2 separate regions of the Drosophila melanogaster genome follow, and region 2 is linked to region 1. Evidence: chromatin contacts called from public Hi-C data. All regions are on one chromosome and are shown on one strand. Each heading gives the region's core, a stretch centred on a gene start, on an enhancer-like site or on the middle of the called end of the contact. The rest is flanking DNA. Distances are from core to core; before and after follow the strand shown. Region 1 holds the start of nwk (nervous wreck). Region 2 overlaps GluRIB (Glutamate receptor IB).

Region 1 (6,715 bases), core at 773-3,272:
GCTTAGTTTGGAAATTGTTTCTACGACTTCTTCTTCTTCATAATCTTCATGAATAAAACCATACCTGTAAATTGAAAGGGTAATAAACTCATTAGTATAATTAAGCAGCAACAATCGAACTGCAATAAATCGAACCAATTAAGAAATGTAATTTCAAACTGAGTCACGGCAAACTTGTTTATTTGGCTTAAGTGAAGTGACTCGCAGTGTTTTCGTATTCAGTTTAAATACAATAATAATAGCAATGGAATCTAATATCTATTTATCTGTTTTCGTTCTTATAATGAATATTTATAATATTGTGATTAACATATTCAGGAAACTTGGTTTATAAACGTGTTTAAATGTGTGTTGTTGAGTTGGATAACTTAAGGTATATTTGTTAAGTAAATGAATTGGGATTTTCCAAGAGGGGTTCTTTTTTGCAGCTTGAACAAAACTTCCACAAAATACAATGACTCACCTATAAAAGTGGCAATTACGAAGGCAATCATCAGCCACAGCCAGCACTTGTAGGCTTTTTTCGAATGTTGCTCCAGTTTCTCAGCCTCTTTTCCTAGCGAATTGATATTGCGATCCGCCATTCCGGCGGAACGCGACACAACCTCCGTGTCTCTTCGGATAATCCTGTTGGCGGTCTCCGTCTGTTCCTTTAAGTTCCGAGTCAGCGAGAGCATGTGCTCGGTGATCTTCTCCTGGGCATTCGTATAATACTTGGCAGCCTGGTTCATGTTTTCACCAGAAGTTTCCTGAACGTTTGCGCTTCCAGAACTGGAGGAGGATTCATCTGCTCCTCGACGTCTTCGCAGGGCATCGGAATCTAAAATAAATGTTTTTTAAGTTATGAACTATTACATTTTTGAATTTAAGAAATTTTAAAATATGTACAAAACTGTTTGTTAATTCTTTATTACCCTGGAGCAGTTCCTTTCGCAGTTCGTTGTGATATTTGCTGTTTTGCAGCTGCCTTATTTCTTTCAGTGCATTTTCCCCAGTTTCGCTGACGGCTGAGGATTGTGAAGGAGTCTTTGTTGTGGAACCGGGAACGTCTGCATATCCGGTGGATATTTTAAGGGCCTGTAGGCGCTCCAAGTAGCCCGGGATACGTTTGACACTCTGCGGATCGCCCATCGCCTCCAGCTCGGCAAGCATTGTGTCCAGGGACTTAATGAACTTCTGCAGCCTCCAGAAGTTCTGTTCGCTTTTGGCCAGTTCCTCGCAGTTGGCCAGCAGGGTGCGAATATTTACATTTAGCTTCGTGGCCATTTTCAAGTTGAAAACATGAAAACAACAAAGTACAAATTCCTAAATTAAAATACCAGGTCGAAACCTATTTGTTGTCAGCAGCTGGTCCTATTAGCGATAGAAACTTATCGATAGGTTGTCGTGAGTAGTGATGAAAAATTATTGAGGATGTGTATGTAAAATGTAAGAATGTAAAAATGTATAAAGTAAAAAAAACATAACAAACAAATAATCTTCTAATCCTGTTAAAATTTAATTTTTAAAAATTTTTGAAAAAAAACATCAAGTTCCCAATATGCCATATTTATAAGCTTATGTCTACTTTCTCAAGATAACGTAATGCATTTATATTATTGCATGCATACTTCTGGGCGCGACTCGAAAATCTTATCAAACCTCTTGGCCAATATCTGAAGTTATCAATTAAACCGTTTTTGATAGCCACAGCATATGAGTAGTTTCACGCAAACGCACATTTTTGTTTTAGCTGTTGTCGTACGCCAGGTGTCAAGATCAAATGGCATACCATTCAAAGGTTGAATTTTTATAGTAGTTTTTTTTTCTTCATTTTCCTTAAGTGCCGTTACACGCAAGTGAGGTGTTATCAAACAGCTGACGGGGCAAAAACAATAAAACTCACCCTCTTTGTTAACGGTACTAGAGGCCATGAATGAAACACGACTTCGTTCTCTCTCGACTTTCTCTCACCGCTCTCTTTGGCGGTCTCTTCTTGCGCAGCAGCACCAGCAGTTAACGGTGCATGTTGAAAAGTTCTCACACAAACGTCGTGAAAATCGAAATCGATAAGTAAGCAACGGATTTTAGCTGCCCAGAAAAAGACCACAAATTTCAGTGAAAACCCAGCGATAAGAATCCCAAAAAGTACTAATCCAGCTGAAAAACAACCATCTTAACCGGCCATGTCCAAAAAAAGTGTTAGCCAAGTGTTTTGAATAACGTAGTTGGTGTAAATGCTTAAAAAAAATAAGCTAGTCCGGGGCCAGAGAAATCGATACGATACCCCCAAAAAAAGGGGGGCTGCTGCGTGGGCTGCCCGAGTGAAAATTTCCAGCTAAAAATAGTACTAGATTTGAGCTTGAAGAAAACCCTTGATTTCCTTTGCGTTTCGATGTCAGTTATCATTGCATTTCAGTTACATAAGTTTTGAGACCCGTTGCTGCGTAGCGAACCTATTAACGGCTTAAGGACCACACAACCACCCACATGTACCACCAACACCACCCATTTACACAGCCAAAAATAATCGGAAAATATATATATATAATAAATATCAGTAGGGCTACATTTTATCTAATCTTTAATTTGATAATGTTAGATTCTTTGATATAAGTCATGGCGTTAAAAATAAATCTCCCCTTTTAAGCCACTGAAATATAAATTTTTTTATATTAAAAAAATAAGATGGGATCTTAAATATCGTATCGTATTTTAATACCCGTATATCATATCCTCTCATAAAGCAATCATACTATTTACAGTTGCTAGAGGTAATGTAACACCATTAAGTCGGAGCTAAAATAGAAAAAAAAAGCCAATTGTAGAGTGACCCGATTGTCGTAGAAAAAGCCCCATGATGCAGCCGCCGCCGCGTAAGGTAAATCATAAATAAATCGAATTGATAAAGATAGTTCCACAATAATCATTCATCGTATACCTCGTAATCCTGCAGGGAAACTATGTGAAATTCCTCAAGAATTTGCACACGGAGCAGGTGGCCAAGCTGCAGCTGAAGAATCAGCATGAATGCGACCTCCTGGAGGACATCCGGCAGTTCACCATCAAGCGTTCCGCTGTCGAGAAGTCATACAGTGAGTCGCTGCTGAAGATCTCATCGCAGTATCTCAACAAGAAGATACCCAATATACCAGATATTAAGATGGAGGGCATGGAGGAACGCTGGTGGGTATTGCTTTCCAGCTAACTAGTAACGTTCTTTCGAGAACCTTCAGTCAATTTGAATTACCCACCTACTTATACGTAATCTCATAGGAACATGTGGAGCGTTTGGCGCACTGTGCTCGAGGAGAATGAGAAACTGGCTCGTGCTCGATTGGCCGCCATAGAGGTGTTTCAACAGCAAATCGCGGATGAGGCCAAGGTTCTGCGGGACTATAAGTTGGCCATAGCTAAGCGTTCGCTAGCCGGAATTGTCAATGTGCAGAAGGAACTCCATCTGAGCGTGGGCGATGTGGATAAGACCAAGAAATCATACTTTGACGAAGAGCATTGTGCTCACGATGTTCGGGACAAGGCCCGCGATATCGAGGAGAAGCTTAAGAAGAAGAAGGGCTCCTTCTTTCAATCAATCACTTCGCTGCAGAAGAACAGCGCCCGGGTCACATCTCGCAAGGAGCTGCTGGAGGAGAAGTCATCTGGCGCCCGGAATGACTACGTACTCAGCTTGGCGGCGGCCAATGCGCATCAGAATCGCTACTTCACCGTCGATCTGCAGACAACGATGACCACCATGGAGAACTATGTTTTCGAGCGGGTTGCCGAGTACCTGATGTTAATGGGGTAAGTGTATAATGGCATTGCTCATAAATTATAAACCATCCAGAAGTGCAAAATCGGTAAATCAATTATAAATTTTACAAGTTCAAAGCCATTTTCTAATCAATGTTTGCTCAAGTCGTCAATTACATTCTGATAATTTTTATGGCGCTACCTGATATGGCTCATAAAGTTATTAAATCATTTTATTTAATCTTATGACTCAATATGTACATATGTACATAACAGTGCTGTCTTAAGAAATCTTTATCTTAATGTTGCCTAACCATTAAAACACATCTTTTCCAGACGCACAGAGCTGTTGACTTGCTCGGCTACGCAGAATAGCTTCGGAAAGATCCGTGACCAGGCGCAGCAGTTGACGCGGGAGTACAACCTGCAGTGCTGCTACCTATTCTATCCGGTGCTGAAGCAGCACATCCAATATGACTTCGAGGCGTGCGACAATGATCCGGTGCGCAAGGTGACCGCGGAGCATGAGTCCGCCGCCGAGACGCTAACCAAGGAGGCCAAGAATCTGGCCGGAAGAGTGGTCAAGGAGAATGCCTCGATCAGGGAGAATGCCAAGAAGTTGGCCTTGTGCCAGTCGCTGCGAGACTCTGGCCAGCGCACGGATCCCAACGATCCAAATGGACCGGATCTGGACACCAAGATCGAGGAGTTCCGTGATCAAATCCGTCGATCCGAGACGGAAAAGACAAAAGCGGAGGCATGTCTGCAGTGCCTGCGCGATGGCGGCATTAACGTGGACGAGTGGGTGCAGGAGGCCGAGAATATGGGTGTACAGGAGCTGACGCGTTCGGCCAGTTCCATTTCGATGCGCACCGACGCCTCTGGCCAGGGCGAGAATCCCAGTTCCGATTCATTCTACGACAGCGACAAGGAGGAGACTCAGGCAGCTGCCCAAACGAAGCCCAAGCAGGAGCAACAGCTATCCAGGGATCGTACCTTCAGCGATAGTGAGGATGAGCCCGAAGTGCGTCCATCGGCAGCGGCAGCTTCTTCTGCAGCTGCTGCCTCGTCATCCATGATGGCCAGTAGCGCTGGTGGCTGGGATGATCCCACTGAGGTCAACTGGGGAGCTGGCGAGGAGGAGGACGACAAGGACGAACCGATTGTTCCAGAACCCAAGGAGGCGATCTTCAAGTGCACTGCACTCTACAGCTATACGGTATGTGAGCTTTAAAGAACTATATACTTTTTCTTGCCACTAATTTTTCACTTTTTCCACAGGCCCAGAATCCCGACGAGCTCACCATCGTCGAAAATGAACAGCTCGAGGTGGTTGGCGAAGGCGACGGCGATGGGTGGCTAAGGGCCCGCAACTATCGCGGCGAGGAGGGCTACGTGCCACACAACTATCTGGACATCGATCAGGAGACAGCGGGCAGCGCCTTTAATGGTACTTCCGGCAATCAATTGCGATCTCAAATCTCATTCTCATCTGTCGATTATACCGTTGACAATGAAGATCAGACAGTGGACTCGATGCAATCACCCGACCAGGTGTCGGTCATCATGGCGCCCCAGAAGCGAGTCAAATCGGACGTGGAATGGTGCATCGCGCTGTACGACTACGACGCCACCGCCGAGGATGAGCTGACCTTCGAGGAGGGCGACAAGATCAAGATCATCACGAAGACCGCCCACGGCGTGGACGACGGTTGGTGGGAGGGCGAACTGGATGGCAAGTTCGGTAACTTTCCATCGCTGGTCGTCGAGGAGTGCGACGAGATGGGCGAGCCGCTTAGCGAGGGTGGCGACGAGTCACCTCCGCCCACCGCAGCGCCCACTTTTGCACTGCCACCCGCTCCGGCCCTGCCACCAGAGTACGCCCACGAACTGGAACTGGAGCTCACTGAGGATATGTTTGGTTCTCAGGATACAGCAGGTAAGCACGTGGAAACACTCCAAATATATAATATATATATATATATATATATATATATATATATATAAGATATTAAACTAGGATATATGAATATCAATTAATTTTATTTATGGTCATTTTGTTTTTAAGTTAAGTTATTTGTCTGTGGGTTAGCATTATCATTTGTCTTTAGTTTTTGTAAGGATGTACTTAACCATTAAGCTCGTATATAATTGAAATATTTTTGAAATATTTTTGAAATATTTCCGAGTGTTAATCGTTTACCCCGATTTCGACAGATGAGGATAGCGGCTATATACCCAACGGCGCTGCTGCCCCGAGTATTCCTCCGCCAGGTAAATGTCATATCCTCGCCCTATCAACTGGTCTTTTGTTTCCCCTATCTATATCTCTCTTTAAACTATATCCATATCGATTCCTATAGTACCGAACATTTGTATAATTTTCAACTTTCCACTATCGAAAAAAAAAGCAAGAAAAGAAAACCTAAAATTTTCAATCAAAAGTACTGTTATACCTGCTTCTATATTCTCTAGAGGTAAACCTATTCTCCAAAAGTGCAGCTCGTCTAACTACTAATCACTTATATACCACTCACTACTACCACCACCAATCAATCCACCACTAAATCACCAAAAGTTATCCACAAAATTACCACGAATTACTACCACCATTTATCACTGTAACTACTCTCCACTACTCTCCGTTAATGTGCTATTTTGTCTCTCGTCTCCAAAAGTCTTCGCAAGTCTCCGCAGGCGAGACGAAATCAACCGATGAAATGCCCTACGATTTTTCTAACAGTGTTTTTCTTAGGCTGCTTGTCAGAAAGTGTCGTGTCGTGTTACCGTTATTTCTCCAACTTCTTTTTGCAGCTTCTCTTTATCTCTTTATATATACGAAGATATAACTGTGATGTGTGTGTGTGGCACTGATATTTCAATTTAATTGCATTTGAAGCTTTGATTGGTTATTAATTTCTCTAAATATCACGTTTTTCTTTTATTGCCGTTTTGCATTGGTTATTTTTCTCTCAGTGTAATT
Region 2 (6,889 bases), core at 2,507-5,006, 150 kb after region 1:
AAAACGAAGATAGATAAACAGAGAGACCCAGTGCCACAGAGTGGGACAAAGGCGAGTGCAAAATGAAACCTGACAAGGACTATGCTCCTGCATGAAAAAGGACACGCCGTGCCGGCAATAAAATCAGCATCCACATCAGCCTCACGAGCAGGACTTGGCTGGTAAAAGGACGAATGTCATCACATCTCCACCCGACAGTCAATGGCTTTGCAATTGAAGCAAATGGGGAACAGAGACTTGGCTATGGGTTTGATTGCATATCAATTAGAGCAGGCGCAAAAAGCCAAGCCAAACGAAATGATTGAAACTTGGACAGTCGACATGGGCACGTACTGACAGCTCACCACTCCCTGTTTTCCGAATCCAATTCACACTGGGCGACCGAACTAAATTTAGAATGATTAATTATGTTCTTGAAGACTACTTAAAAGCTTAAGTATGATCAAAATGGGATACCACTTCATCATCTATCTGAAACACATTTTTATGTTATTACCATATGTATTATATATATTTAGAGAAGTAGACCTTTTATCGCAAATTGATTGGCTTAATGATTTAAATTTCACATAGTCTAAATGTTTTCTGTGTCTTTAGTTTAGTAGTATTGCACTTTTTCTCACTGTGCATTAGCAGACTGCGTTTGCCGTCTGCGGTTTCGTTTTGCGGCCAACTCACCGCCCCCTTTTCCGCCTGATTCCCTTTTTAGATCCGCATGCACATCACGAACAGCTTGCCAATCAGCAGCCGCCCGGCATCATCGGAGGTGCACCACTGCCCGCTCCACCGGGACCACCCACACCGGGCGCCCAAACGGCAGCAGGAGCAGCTGCCTTGCAAGCGGCCCTCTCCGCCGGAAGTCCCGGATCCGGAGGCTCGTCCTCGGCGGTGGTGAACGAGTTCAGCGTTTGGAACTCCTTCTGGTTCTCGCTGGCCGCCTTCATGCAGCAGGGATGCGATCTGTCGCCGAGGTCTGTATCCGGACGAATTGCAGCCGCCTCGTGGTTCTTCTTCACCCTGATACTCATCTCCTCGTACACGGCCAACCTGGCCGCCTTCCTCACCGTGGAACGAATGGTCACGCCGATCAATTCACCGGAGGACCTGGCCATGCAGACGGAGGTGCAGTACGGCACTCTGCTGCACGGCTCCACATGGGATTTCTTCCGGGTGAGTAGACATTCTGACAGGTAACTATGCACTGAGGGAAAGTAATTGGACCATAAGTTCCTTGATTTAAAAGTGGGTCACCATATATCCTAGAAGGATTAACAGTCTGCGAAAGTTCGAAAGTTATAACTGTCTTAAAGTAGTTGCTTATAATGTGAATACAAACACAAATCACATCCTTAATATTGTTAAAATTAATAGAAAATGATCTAAGAATATATTCTTTCTGTATACCTAGATAACTTCCCATTTGATAGCCTACTTTTGGAATTGCAAGTCCCGATTGCCTAGCAACCAAATTAATTTGGGGGTGCTCATGTCACACTCATTTGACAACCGCACAATGGCCAAATCAAAGACAATAAAAGCCAACAGTCAAGACCTAGAAAACCATTGGAATTTGCTGGCTGAGCCTTTTGAGACGTCAAAATTGAGAGAGGCCCCAGCCGGGCCACGAATTAATTTGTGTTAGACGAGAAATAAAAAGCAATTTGCCGCTGCCGTTCAGCAATCCACATTCCATTTCTCCGGCCGTCAATCGGGCCAAAAATGCAAAAGAAATGGGACGCAATTCTATTTTTTATGGCTACATTTATTTGAGATGCTTTTAAGCACACTTACGCTCTGCTGCCCCGCCATGTGTGCAGATATATTTCTATATATTTGGGTATACTCGTATACTATGTACGTTCATATATAACTACGACAACCGTTGGTAGCCGACTAGGCACTCGGTTTCAGCATTATACTGATGGATATCTGGGCAAAACGGGTGTCCCTATACGCATGCATTCGATTGTCCCGGGATGCCGGGGCGTATACGCTATATCCGAATTCCGTACTTTATATTTACCCGTTCGCCTTTTGTGTGCCCGCAGCGCTCCCAAATCGGACTACACAACAAGATGTGGGAGTATATGAACTCGCGCAAGCACGTCTTCGTGCCAACCTACGATGAGGGGATTAAACGTGTGCGCAACTCCAAGGGCAAGTACGCCCTCCTGGTGGAGTCGCCCAAAAACGAGTATGTGAACGCCCGCGAGCCCTGCGACACAATGAAAGTGGGCCGCAATCTGGATACAAAGGGATTTGGCATCGCTACGCCGCTCGGTTCGGCGCTCAAGTGAGTACACTGCGGTGAAATGGGCTCAACTTAAGTGGGCTGTTCAGTTTTTCACTTCGAAACATGTAAAAATATGTAAAAAATAGAATTTTTAAAGCATAAATCATGAAATTTATACGAAAATTAAATATTTTAAAATATTTTATTTATATAAATGTCAAAGATTATTTAATGTGTAGTTACGGAATCTGTTTGACATCGGGGAGTCAGAAATTGATGCCTTTTACGGGCGAGAAACTGGGGAGTTTTCAGCCAGAGATGAAAGTTAACCCACATACTTAACAAAGCGCCACCATTCTCATTTCCATTGCCGCTCCCCATTCAACAGGGACCCCATCAATCTGGCCGTGCTGACGCTAAAGGAAAACGGCGAGCTGATCAAGTTGCGGAACAAATGGTGGTACGAAAAGGCGGAATGCAGCACCCACAAGGACGGTGAGACATCGCATAGCGAACTTTCGCTGAGCAATGTGGCCGGTATATTCTACATCCTGATTGGCGGCCTGCTCGTCAGCGTATTCGTCGCCATTCTGGAGTACTGCTTCCGCAGCAGGGACTCGCGTTCCGCGTCCAGTGGTTCCGGCATGGGCTTGGGCATGGGACTGGGCGGCGGCATGAGTGGCGGTAGTCTGGGTAAGGCCAATGGATCCATGATGTTGGGTCCATCGAGCGCCGTGCCCGGCGGGATGCCGTCCTCACATCAAAGGAGCACGCTGACGGACACCATGCATGCCAAGGCGAAATTGACTATTCAAGCGAGTCGCGACTATGACAACGGACGCGTCGGGGTAAGTTGCACTTGAAAAAGAACATATTTGATATTAAAGTAATTTAAAATGAATACTGGCTTAAAAGTGGCTTATTTAATATAATCTAAAATTTAATACTTGTAAATAAAATAAAATGTAAATACCAGTTTTATTTTTCCTAGTGTACGGCACCAGTTTATAGAGTGCTAGAATTACGTTCTATTTCTAACGCACTTGCGATGTTCATCCAAGCATTGATTCTAATCCACGCACAGTATCTCAATTGCGCATCGTTGCAGTACTATCCGCCCGCCCAGCTCTCGGCCACGCCCCCCGACGCCGGGGACTCCCTGCACATGAACGCCCACGGGCAGGTCTGACATGAGCATGCGCAGGAGTCGCGACTCTGACGCACTCCCTGCGCGCCCACGATCCGCCGAATAATGGCCAACAGCCGCCAAGAGACGGAGAAGATGATGGGCGGCGGTCACGGCGGCACAGTGACCGTATCCGTTCCGGCCACCTGTTCCAGCAGCATGAACGGCAGCCACGAGGGCAGTCTCGCATTGTCGCCGAGCAGCGGGAGTGCCACCCTGATGCGCCACTCGCCGGACATCAACCAGCATCCGTATGGCAAGTAAGTGCTCGGATGGGTTGTTAGCTATAAGGACACCTAGTCGTAAGTGCCGGACGAGAAGCCGCAAACCAAGCACACGCAGTAACACATCGTCAGAAGCTTAAAAAACGCTGCATACTTTGAAGCGCGGCATTTTTAACAGGATTTTACAATTTTGACTTGAGAAAAAAATTTAGTTAAAAATTTAGCTGTTTAAACCACATTTTTAAAAAATTATAAATATTTTTATCATTACCCAAGACCACTTGTTATTAGAATGTAAGCTTTATTCAAAAAATCGACCCATATAAGACACGAAATCATTAACCAGTTTCGAAAATGCGTTAAATTTTGCAACGCACTTAAATCGTTTCATCCAAAAATTTTTGCGTTATTGAAAAGTGCAAGTAATTTGAAAATTAAATTTCAATTTCGATTTCCAAAGTGAAAATGCGAGGAAAATGCGTTGAAAAATGCATAGCTCGCGTTGAGAATAAAATGGATAGTTATTAATTTGCAATAAGTGCGCAAGAATTTCACAATAAATCTCATAGCCGTGCGATGCAGCAAAGTATGCAGCTTTATTTATGCGGCCGCATTCAAATAATTGCGCTGCGCAATCATTTGGCAAACAATTTTTTTAGAGCCTGTCGGCAGGGCAATGCAAATGAATGGTATAAATTATTGCATTACTGTTAACAGTCAGCTGAGCTGGGCAGGATCGGATTGGATTGGATCGGATCGGTTCGGTTCGGTTCGGTTTGGATGAGATGCAGTCAGGTGGAGTGGTGAAATGAGAGGTGCGAGGACAAACAAGCAAATGACAACATACATACAGGCGGAAAGGACAACATGCCAAACATAAAATAACCATAAACACACACACACACACACATAAATAAGCGGCCAACTGCATACTAACATATATAGTATATGTATACACGTAAACACTGCAATTCATTGCATTCAAATGACTGATTAATATTTTTAATAAACAAAAACAACAAATGCGCCGCAACTCAATAGCTAAAAGGAAAAATTGTGAAAACACGCACAAAACATGGGATAAGTGTTCAATTTTTTTCCTCCTCAATTATCATGGCAGGATTTGTTGTCGCATATTTGTTTATAATTAAATTACAGAAAATACTGGCTAGCAAAAAAAAAAAACGGCTAGGCAATGAATACAAAGCGAGTGTCAGGCGGGGGCCCGAGCACAAATATTGTAATAAATTAATTAGCGCTGAATAAAGAAAATAGTTTAACTCATAGTTGGACTCGTGGATTCAGCATAAACAAGTTGAAAAAAAATCTGACAAGTGGCTAAATATCAGAATTTTAATTAAATTTATTTTAATTGAAATTGTTTTGATTTCTGAGCTGTGCGAAGTGAGAATAATTTTCGCAGATTATTACATTTTGCTATTTTAAATCCACTTTTGTTCTAACCAGATTTACTTAAATATTTTTTACTCCTATCCTGATGGATGTCATTTTGTATTCCGCCCCTTCCAGTGAGTAGTTTAACTAAACTATTAGGATAGGCTAGTTATAGTGTTTGAATTGTGAGGCAAATCAAGCAACAACAAATGCCGCATACTTCCGCATTGAAATTGGTCAAAGCAAGCAGAATGTAGCTGTAAATTAATAATTGTAAAAACTAATGAATAAAATCAACTCTAAAAGTAGTTAAATTTTAGCATATTTAGTATACTTTGCATTGGCATGGATCACGTTCTTTATTGTACATAAAACATGCAAAATAATTGGGAAAAAGTTTAACACTAAAAAATAATAAGTGGAAAGGAATGCGAAATACCATAACAATGATCAAGTCATATCAAAAGGCATTCAAAATGGTACTAATATTATCCAAGCTAACATAACAAGTTGAACAAACCGTTAAATCCAAAAATACTTAAAACTATTGTAAAATATTTATGAATTTATCGTTGTTAGCTCAAAAATTGTGTGTGCATAAAATTGATTAGAGAGCATTTATTTTTAAAACCATTCAATACTTCGGTTTACGCTTCCCATTCCTTATGGTTTTTCGGGATGGTTGAATGCCGGTGCCTAAATGTTTTATAAGCCAGGCTGGGAGACTTCAAACAACAACTGTTGCAGGTGAATTGCATTTAAACTCAATTTTCGTTATTTAATCTATGACAAAATCAAAACGAAAATCAAACAAAGCCGCTAAAGTGCATAAATAAATTTAATATCAATAGTAAACAGAAAATTCAAATAAAACTACCGAGATATATGTATGTTCAAGTGCAAGAGTAAATACCTATAAATATAAATGGTAAACTGTCTAAACAAATAAGTATTTATATATACATATATACCGATGCGTTTGCAAGTGCGAAACTAGAAATGTGTTGTTAGAGGAAGGACTACGAATCAAATCAGATAATAAAAATCCAGAGACAGAGCCAAAAAAAAAAAAAAAACTCAATTGACACCGCCAAACAAAAAAACATGGGCATTCAAGCGAATTTTGCCCCCGGCAACATGACTACAATATTAAAGAAATCAAAATACAATTAGTATTAAAATGCATAGCCGTAAGTCAAAATCTAAATTTGAATACAAAAAAAAAATGTACTTTTATTTTATAACACTTTCACGTAAATTGATTCAGTTCTGACTTTTAGCCCGGGAACCTTTTGAGATGCCATTTTTATTCGCCCGCCCTCCAATATAGTCTTGCCTAACCACGTGTATAAATTTCCAATTTATTTGTAAAATATTACTAAAGTAAATACATGGAAATGAGCAGCCGTCGGTCGGAGCGAGACATTTGATATATTTATTAACATTTAGCAAACATATTGTTATCGAATTGCATTTAACTGCCCGAAACCGAAGTGAAAGCATAATGAAAGCAAACAAAGATGGTAAATAAAACTAGCATAATAATAAACATTTTAAACGATTCCTTCTTTTATTTGAGGCGGTTAGTGGGTGGTAAGTTAACTTGAATCTGATGGATCATCTGGTAACTAAATGAGTAAATGAATTATTCATCTTCCTTCAAGGTGTCAGCACTCCATTCTTCCCAGCTCATCGTTAATCTAAATGAATTAAGATAAATTTGGCTGAGCAAATAAACCCGGCTGTTTAATAGTACATTGCCCGGTGGAAGCCAACTGACTTAGGTAGCTAAAAGCATTTGCACAAATTGACGGTCTACCGCACTTGCCACATGCGGCAGCTGAGAAATGC

The links. A called contact is a pair of places that touch in the nucleus more often than the background predicts.
Region 2: a contact with region 1 is called in a Hi-C map of the Kc167 cell line, with 5 times the contacts expected there. The contact joins the enhancer-like site here to the promoter of nwk in region 1. A contact is called at or near these places in 2 of 107 Hi-C or Micro-C datasets (the Kc167 cell line and the S2 cell line) and 2 of 6 datasets of contacts at active chromatin or transcription factors (both in the Kc167 cell line).

What each region holds. Positions count from the first base shown.
Region 1 is chr3L:9,135,838-9,142,552 of dm6, forward strand. It overlaps nwk (nervous wreck), which reads left to right and starts at 2,023. Exons shown (of 9, transcript NM_140033.3): 1 at 2,023-2,052; 2 at 2,745-2,860; 3 at 2,936-3,165; 4 at 3,256-3,783; 5 at 4,069-4,951; 6 at 5,014-5,671; 7 at 5,950-6,006. The coding sequence starts at 2,840. Use1 (Unconventional SNARE in the ER 1) reads right to left here and starts at 1,344. Exons shown (of 3, transcript NM_140032.3): 1 at 915-1,344; 2 at 464-820; 3 at 1-64. The coding sequence starts at 1,266. The coding sequence ends at 21. Dhpr (Dihydropteridine reductase) reads left to right here. Exons shown (of 2, transcript NM_079266.5): 2 at 1-79.
Region 2 is chr3L:9,281,960-9,288,848 of dm6, forward strand. GluRIB (Glutamate receptor IB) reads left to right here. Exons shown (of 17, transcript NM_001274693.1): 14 at 710-1,170; 15 at 2,049-2,293; 16 at 2,622-3,081; 17 at 3,318-6,563. The coding sequence ends at 3,422. Among named protein-coding and RNA genes, the nearest start is that of GluRIB, 33 kb to the left of the region's middle. Within about 2 kb of position 3,757, at least 12 of the 39 cell types and tissues checked have an H3K27ac peak or open chromatin away from gene starts, as enhancers often do. A contact at or near this core is called in the Kc167 cell line, where this site is marked.